2 separate regions of the Sus scrofa genome follow, and region 2 is linked to region 1. Evidence: chromatin contacts called from public Hi-C data. All regions are on one chromosome and are shown on one strand. The core of a region is the stretch at or near the end of the contact, and the rest is flanking DNA. Distances in the headings are between cores, read along the strand shown. Region 1 holds the start of ZC3H12A (endoribonuclease ZC3H12A). Region 2 holds the start of MTF1 (metal regulatory transcription factor 1).

Region 1 (3,978 bases), core at 922-3,421:
TAGCCTAGTGTTTAAGGATCCGGTGTTGTCACTACTGTGACATAGGTTTGATCCCTGGCCCAAATGTATGCCATGGGCACAGAAAAGAAAAGAAAAGTAAAGAAAAAAGAAAATGAATAGAATAGAAAAATAAAATAAAATGTAAAACATACTAGGAGCTCAAAACATGAAAGGAATCTGTCCCTTTCTCCATTTCCAAGAGACCTTGTGGAACTGAACCTCTGCAAAACCACTCTGCTAAGGCTCGGGGGCAGTCTGCCCACTCTTCCTACAGAGGTGACCTAGCTCCTGTGTGCTCCCATCTGAGCTTCCCAGTGGAGTTACCAAAGGGCAAAGTAATTCCTGGGACCTTTCCCTCTCCAACCTCTCCCCATCGCCCATCTAGTGGGTGACCATTCCTGGAACTCTGCAGACCCCGCCCAGGCTGGCCAGGTGAAGGCAGATGGCAGGAGAGCAGGAAGGCTCCAGGAAGGAAGCTGGCAAGCCAAGCCACTGGGACCGGCATGCAAGAGGCAGAGGAAGGGGTGTGGGCTCGGCACATTTGATCCAGAGGTCTCCTGGGGTTTGGGGCCGGGGTGTGCAAAATCCAGGGGTAAGTGGAGGAGGGTTTCCCCAGAGCAGCCCTGCGTTCTGCAGAAGAGAGTCAGCTTCTCGGGAAAGAGCTGCCTTTACAAGCCGGAAGAGAGCGAGACTGCAGCTCACTCTGGGAGGACACGGAGCTGCGTGACTCATCCCCCAGCCCTGCTGGCTCCCACTGGCACAGTGCTGGGTAGCACGGGGCCAGGGATTACAGGCGGAGTCCCAGCCCGGCCCTGGCCCCGGAGGCGGTCCAAGCAGGCAATCACAATCCAGCACGTAGGGACACAGGCAGGGTGCTGTGGGAGCACTAAGGAGGAAGCAACTCAGCACCAAAGGAGTCTGGGCAGGCCTCACAGAGGAGGTGACATCATCCAAAAGAGGAACAGAATTGGCCAGGCAGCTGTAGCCAGGGAAGAAGGGGAGAGCACTCCTGGGCCGAGGAGGAGAGATGCAAAGGCACGGAAGTGTCTGCAAGGCGTTGGCACCGTGCCTGCCGCCCAGTGAGTCCTCCATAAATGCGAGGCATTATCGCTGTGGTTGACTATCATCATTATGCTGATTAATCTGGACTCATTTAATATTCTTACTATCTTAAAGGGAGTTACTACACATGAGCACATGTCTAAATATACAGCACTTTTCACTGAACTTTTCTCAACTCTAAAAGTGGCCCTTGTGTGAAGATTAAGGCTACCGGCACACACAGTGCTCAGCAGGAGTGGTGGGGAGCACAGAGAGGAGCCCAGCCCTGGATGTGATCTGGGGGAAGGCTTGTTTTCTCTCTCTCCTGGAGGCCAGCTCCTGGGGTTGCTGTGCCTGGGGGGCACTGACGTGGAGATCCTTCGGGGTCTTTAAAGATGACCAGGCAACAAAGCAGGGAGTTAGCTAGGTGGGGTCACTGGTGATTTCAAAAGTGACATAGGTGGCACCTGGTGCCATGGAACTGGAGCTCCTGGTGCTGCTTGCAAGTCTTTCCAGCTGGGACAAGGCAGGTTGTACCTGCCTTTCTATCCCAGCAAGGTCCTTATTTCAGAAAAAAAAAAAAAAAAAATGTACTTGGCCCTGGGTGGGGCCCCACTTCTGTGTACCTGCTCCAGTCACGGTTACCTGTTGAGTCTTCCTGTCTCAATGAGAAAGGTGCCCGCCTGGGTGTACCTGTCTTTATAACCATGGCTCTGCCTCCCGTGGTGTGTGGACCAACCTTTGTGCACTTGATTCACTCGATGCACCCCAGACTGTACCTTCCGCATACTTAAGTCTGAACGACCGCAGCTATACCTGTGTTGTACTGCCGTACTCTCGGTCAGCCCGCGCCAGACTCGGATCGCTTACCTGGTCCAACCTGGGCTTACCTTATGCCTGTTGGCCGTACACTCCTGCCCTGCAGATCGCGCCGCCCCGGGGGCGCCTCGAGGCTCAAATAAGGGGCTGCGAACGGCGACCGCTGACCACATTCCTGGCCGGGCAGAGCGCGCTCCGGCTGCGGGGGCGGGGCCGGAGGCCAGGGCGGGGCGGGGCGGCGCAGGGGGCGGAGCAGGAAGGGGCGGTGGCCGCTCCGCCCCCTGCCGCTCGGGCCGGCTCTCGCCTCCCCTGCCCAGCTTCCGCGTCACGGTCCCGAACGCCACCTGCCCGCCCACCCGCCCGGTATAAAGGCGCCGCCGGCCTAGCCTCCGGGACTCGGCCCCATGGAGACGCCGCCCGCCGCGGCCGGCGCACGGTGGGGTGAGGCGCGCGCGCGCGCGCGCGGCGGGGGCGCGGACCTCGGGGCGGGCGGAGGGGGGGTGGGGTGGGCGCAGGCTGGGACTGACCGGAGCCGGAGGGACGTGGGGCCTGTCCCCTCCGGCCTCGCCGGTCCTCGGGACCGCTTCCAACTTAGCCCAAGTTGGGGGATCCTGGGAGTAGGAAGACCGAAGTCTGGAGGGGGAGCCGAGCGAGAGGCTCTGGGCCGGGACAGCCTCCGCGTCACCGAGCCCGGAGGCCAACCAGAGTTTCCCGGCAACTTTTCTCGCTGGTGGTGGGTCGCCCCGGAAACTTCCCCTCCCCCGGTCCGGGCGTCTGGCCACTGGCCCTCCGCCTCCTGAGCCTGGGTTCCAAGCACGCGGCAGACGGACTGGAGAAGACGATGGTTGATGGTTTCGACGGGGAACCCCCGCCCCCCTTCTAGCGCACTTGCAACCCAGCGGGTTTCCATCTGAAAACCCCGCCCCGCGGCTGTGGGGGCGCGGCGAGGCCCTCGAAGGCCACCCGCGACTTCTGGGTCCCTGAGTTTGTCGAGGAGGGGGAGGGCTGAGGGTAGAGGGGGAGGAGTAATCAGACTGCCTAAGTTCAAATCCTTGCCCCACCCGCTAACAGCTGGATGACCTTGAGCAAGTTCTTACTGTCTGTGGCTCAGTTTCATCCTTTATGTAATGGGACTTGAGGATCCCTCCCTGGGAGGGCTTTTGGAGGAATAACAGAGGTAACACCCCCAAATGGCTTTTCATACTGCCCCTAGTGTGGCCTCATCCTCTTGGATGGGGTGGGAGTTGGAGAGAATCATTCCCCGTCCCTAACTTTTGTGCTTGTCCTCCAGGAGCTGTGACAAGTGCCTTTCACCAGTCTGAGCTGTGAGTGGCCAGTGGAAAGAGGCCCACCCGGCCCCACCATGAATCTGTGGGAACTTGAAGACCACAAAAGCTGCCGAGAGACCCCAAGGCCGGCCCAGGAGCCCACTGCCGAGGAGGTGATGACCACGGAGCTACAGATGAAGGTTGACTTCTTCCGGAAGCTGGGCTACTCCTCTGCCGAGATCCACAGTGTCCTGCAGAAGCTGGGGGTCCAGGCAGACACCAACACAGTGCTGGGCGAGCTGGTGAAGCATGGGTCAGCGGCCGAGCGGGAGTGCCAGGTGTCACCGGACCCCTGCCCTCAGCTGCCTCTGGTCCCCCGTGGTGGGGGCACCCCCAAGGCTCCCACCGTGGAACCCTCACCCTCTGAGGAGGACAAGGAGGGTGGTGACCTGAGGCCCGTGGTCATCGATGGGAGCAACGTGGCCATGAGGTACATGTCACTTCTGTGGCCAAGACGGTGGCCGGGAATGGTGGCCCTGTGTCTCTGCACCTCTGGTAGAAAGGACCTTAGGAAGGAGTTTGACCTCGTCTCAGACCGGTCTGGAGGCAGGGAAAGCCCTTTCTGGGGGCCCTTCTGTGTGCCTGGACGCTCTCTTAGTCCTCACGGCTTCTTGGGAGTGGGTTTCAGGATGTTTTAGGGACTCAGAGAGTTGCTCAGGGTCACACTACTGTTAAGTGCCAGAGCAGGGATTTGAGCTCAAGTCTTTATTTCTCCAGAGCAGCCTTAGGCTCTTTGTGAGGGCCAGCACTTGGTCTCGGTTTCTCTCCTGTGACAAGGTTAAGGGATCAG
Region 2 (4,143 bases), core at 269-2,768, 340 kb after region 1:
AATAAGTAGCAATTCATGAGACCTTCCAAATATGCCGTATTGCCAAACACTTTGAAGGTTGGTCAAAATACTTAAAGAGGGAGTTCCCCGGTGGCCTAACAGTTAAGGATTCAGTGTTGTCACTGCTGTGGCTCAGGTCTGATCCCTGCTCCAGTAACTTCCCCACGCTGTGGGTATGGCCACCGCCCCCCCCCAAAAAAAACTAAACAAAAAAACACCAAAAAACTTTAGGGGAAATAAGGGCAAAGTGCTTCAAGGCTGAGTTGCTATAAATCTTCAAGAAAGGACACTCCCCCCAAATATCCCCCAAATCAGACCATGAGACAGTAAGTCTAGGGTGGAATAGTCAGGGCTTTGGAGGCAGAGTCACCTACCCACAAATCCCAGCTCTACTACTTACTACTACTGGGGTAAATGTTCTGTGCCTCAGTTTTTCTCACAAGTAAGGTGAGACTGGTAATTCCTATTCTCAAGAAATTGTTGTTCAGAGTAAAAGAGATTATGTATGTCAAGGCACAATGTCTGACAACCTTGGAGGACTCAAGTGTGAATTTGTTCCCTCCTTCCAAGAACAGATGGGTAGAGGGGCTGATCCCTAATCAGGCATATCTAGTGAAGATCACTTTATATATTTCTCTCCTAAAACAATCTGGTGTCCACTAGTAACTATGCTTTATAGTGTCCTTTCTACAATGAGGGAATGATGAGTCTTATTTATAGTGACTCTTCTTTTACCTGCAAACACACAGGTTCTACAAATGTAGCTTTGGGAGACTGAGGAGTGAATTTTAAAATATTTAGCACATCACTTTTAGTTTTCAGTCTGGCTTTGCACTTTAGCTTTCTCTTCTGCTCTGGATTAAAGTGAACCTTTAACGCTGTAGGGCAGCTAAACAGAGTAGTAGTTACCAGAGACAGGCCAAGGGATCTGATCCGGGAGGAACCGGCCCGACCCCTTGCTCTGGCTTACGCAACCCGGTAGATGCACATTTCGCTGCATCTGAGAGGAGAGATAAGAGTACCGGGGGCCCCACTGGGCTGACCCGGCACCACAGGCGGCAACGCGGAGACCAACTGTCCGGAACAAACAAGACCAGGAGATTCGAAGGTAGCAAACGAGAAGTACAAACGAAGCACCCTTGAGAGGAGGCTGGGAAAAGGAACCTGTCTGGGATAACCCCCAGTCCGGGGCTACACGGAAAAACCCGAAGACAGGCTGGGGGGCTCCAAGCCGGACGGAGAGGGGCAGGGTCCGGATCTCCATGGAAACAGGGGAGGGGGGCTGGATACCCATCCCCATGGAAACGGAGGAGGGGTGGGGTCCCTATGGTGACCGGACTGGGGTCCCTACTGGGAAATGCTTCAGGAGGGAGCCTAAGTCCCGCGCCCCCCAGGAAGTCCCCAGCCCAGGCCGCGTCTAATTTCGCCTTTTACCTCCGCGGCTCCCGGCAACAGCGGCGGCGGCAGCAGCTTCTCCCCTCCCCAGCGGCACCATGATTGCCCCCACCTTCCCCGAACGTCACTTCCGCTTCCGCTTTCCGGAGGAAGGAGCAGATATGGGCTCCGCCTCTCCCTGGCGCTTCTGGTTGGTTTAGCTGGTGTGGGGGCTGAGCTCGAGCCTCCAATTGGCGAGCGGGAGAGGCGGGGCAGGGCATCGCGGAGACCTCGCGGAGCGTGTTTGTCCCGCGCGGGCTTAGGCTCGCCTTGTCCGCTCTCCTCACGGAGTCGAGGATCCGCTCCAGAGGCACCGGACGCTAATCCAACCACTAATCCAAAGTAACCTCAACCCAGTTTGCGCTGCCCTCACCCTGGTAGCCACAAATGCAACGAGAAGGACCACAGCCGCCGAATTCCAGCCGGGACCGCAAGGGGAAAGCCTGTAAAATTGTGATATTCCTCATTTCTCCTACTATGGCCCCAGCTTCCCCTCCTCACCTAATAAAGTTAATATGGGCAGAAGAGCCCAAGAAAATTAGATTGGACCCCAAAGGCAGAAATGAGTATTCCAAGGCTGGCCAGAGGATGCCTCCACCTCTTCCCCGTCTCACATGCTCTAAGACGCCCAACTCCCTCCTCACCCACCTGTCCAGACCGTTTGTTCCAACTTTTTTCCCTGAAGAGACTGTCGACTTCCAGGGTACTCGCGCTCAGGCTAAGGCAGCGCCACCTACTGGCCATTCCCTTTCACATTGTCATCCTACTGGCCCACATCTAAATCACTTTGCACTCCCAAGGAACAGTAAGTAGTGGTGTTCCAAGAAGAGGTTTCACTCGGCTCCTGACTTGTAAATGCCTGGAAGATGTAGCTGTCAGAACTTCTCAGCAGCCACTGCCTATTTTTTAAGCTACTTCTCTAGGATATTCAGAGTGGGACAACCCTTAGACACTAGATTAGGGGTCAAGGGGTTGCAGCCATGCCTGTACTCTCTTGCTTGAAAAATGTGAATAGTGGCTATTAACACCAGACTGCCAGGCAAATATCTCTCTGGCCCCTGACCAGCTGTCCCAGTGCTTAAGCCACAAACTTCCACCTGCTGAGAGCTGCCACCTCTTAAAAGATAAAAACAAACACCACTGTTAAAAATATATTTATCATTAAAATATATTACACATGTGAGAGAGGGAATGCATTATATACAGTTTGGAGGATTCGTTGGCCAGAAAATTCCACTTGTTTCACCAGAACAACAATTTCTTCAGTATTTTCATTTTCACGCCACTGTATTGGCCTCAAAGGCTTAGTGGCCAGCTCCAGAGGTGAGCCACATTTGAGTTGGAAGTGGGGTAGGGTTTGCATATGCATACACACATGTCCTCAGACAGAGTGCTGGAGGCATCTGGTGTGGCTGTGACCTGTTTATTCAGCAGCTTCCGTTTGCATTCCTGTGTCCAACTCATTTATCCTTCCAGACTCCAAAGTTTGTTCAGCTATCTGATTGTGAGGAGCTGGGCCCAAGCTACAGGGAAGGCACTGTATGCCCTGGAGGCAGGCAGAGTGAGCACATGAAGTACAGTTGTTTAAACATTAAAAAAAAAAAAATAGAGATCTATCTGTTACATTACTAAAGTTGAACAATGTATGTCAGTTTTATTGTGGTGGATTTCCCCCCGTGTCTTCACAACTTGCAGCAGCACCAAGAGTGACAGCCATGGTGGGGAGGGCGGTCTGGGCTCGAGAAACAGGCAGCTGCCACTTTTGCGTCTAAGGGGGTTCACATCCTCTCAAGGCAGCTCTTGAGCTCAAACAGGGGGTGCTGGTAACTGGCTGCCCCAGGCAGAATAGGAGAGGAGATGAAGAGGCTCAGGGTGAGTTGCAGAGGAACTGGTGAATAAATTCTTGAGCCTTCTTCTTCTCTGCCGTTTCAAGCTTTTGGTGACCAGCTGGGCTTCGAAGCAGCAAGCTACCAAATATGCTAGCTGCATGAAAAACACAGAAAACAAATGGTTCAGCAAAAGAAGTACTACTTATTCTCGTGTTTTTAGGAGTGAGGAGGGGCGCTCCAAAGCAGTATTTTCTACCTTAAAAAAGCTATTTGAGGGCGTTCTCATTGTGGCTCAGCAGTAATGAACCCAACCAGTATCCATGAGGACATAGGTTCGATCCCTGGCCTCACTCAGTAGATTTAGGATCCAGCGTTGCTGAGAGCTTATGGCTTAGGTCACAGATGTGGCTCAGATCTGGCATTGCTATGGCTGTGGTGCAGGCCTGGAGCTGCAGCTCTGATTTGACCCCTAGCCTGGGAACTTTTCATATGCCGTGCCTGCAGCCCTAAAAAGACAAAAACCAAAAAACAACTATTTGAGGAGTTCCTGCTGTGATGCAGTAGGTTAAGGACCTGGCATTGTCACTGCAGCAGCTTGAGTTGGGGCTGTGGCACAGGTTTGATCCCTGGCCCAGGAAGGTCCGCATGCTATGAGAGTGGCCAAAGAAAAAAGAAAAATCTATCTGAGGGTAATCCTGGCCCACAGCTTGAGATTTCAGTTCTACTGCAGTGGACTAGGGCCCTTCCTCAACTATTTTCTCATAATGAGTCCCTTGTTTGCAGATATGCTTTCCACACACATTTGGCAGCTTACCTAGAATATTACCATCCAAATGATTTCTTGCTGAATTTTTCAGCAGTTCTTGCAAAAACGCCATCA

The links. Hi-C and Micro-C count contacts between places; a contact is called where the count stands out from the background.
Region 2: a contact with region 1 is called in a Hi-C map of liver, with 2.8 times the contacts expected there. The contact joins the promoter of MTF1 here to the promoter of ZC3H12A in region 1. A contact is called at or near these places in 1 of 47 Hi-C or Micro-C datasets (liver) and 1 of 2 datasets of contacts at active chromatin or transcription factors (alveolar macrophages).

Annotation. Positions count from the first base shown.
Region 1 is chr6:93,539,163-93,543,140 of Sscrofa11.1, forward strand. It overlaps ZC3H12A (endoribonuclease ZC3H12A), which reads left to right and starts at 2,172. Exons shown (of 6, transcript XM_021095963.1): 1 at 2,172-2,296; 2 at 3,152-3,618. The coding sequence starts at 3,224.
Region 2 is chr6:93,882,886-93,887,028 of Sscrofa11.1, forward strand. MTF1 (metal regulatory transcription factor 1) reads right to left here and starts at 1,519. Exons shown (of 11, transcript NM_001243544.1): 1 at 1,435-1,519. It overlaps INPP5B (type II inositol 1,4,5-trisphosphate 5-phosphatase), which reads right to left. Exons shown (of 25, transcript XM_021095974.1): 24 at 4,078-4,143; 25 at 2,586-3,417. The coding sequence ends at 3,302.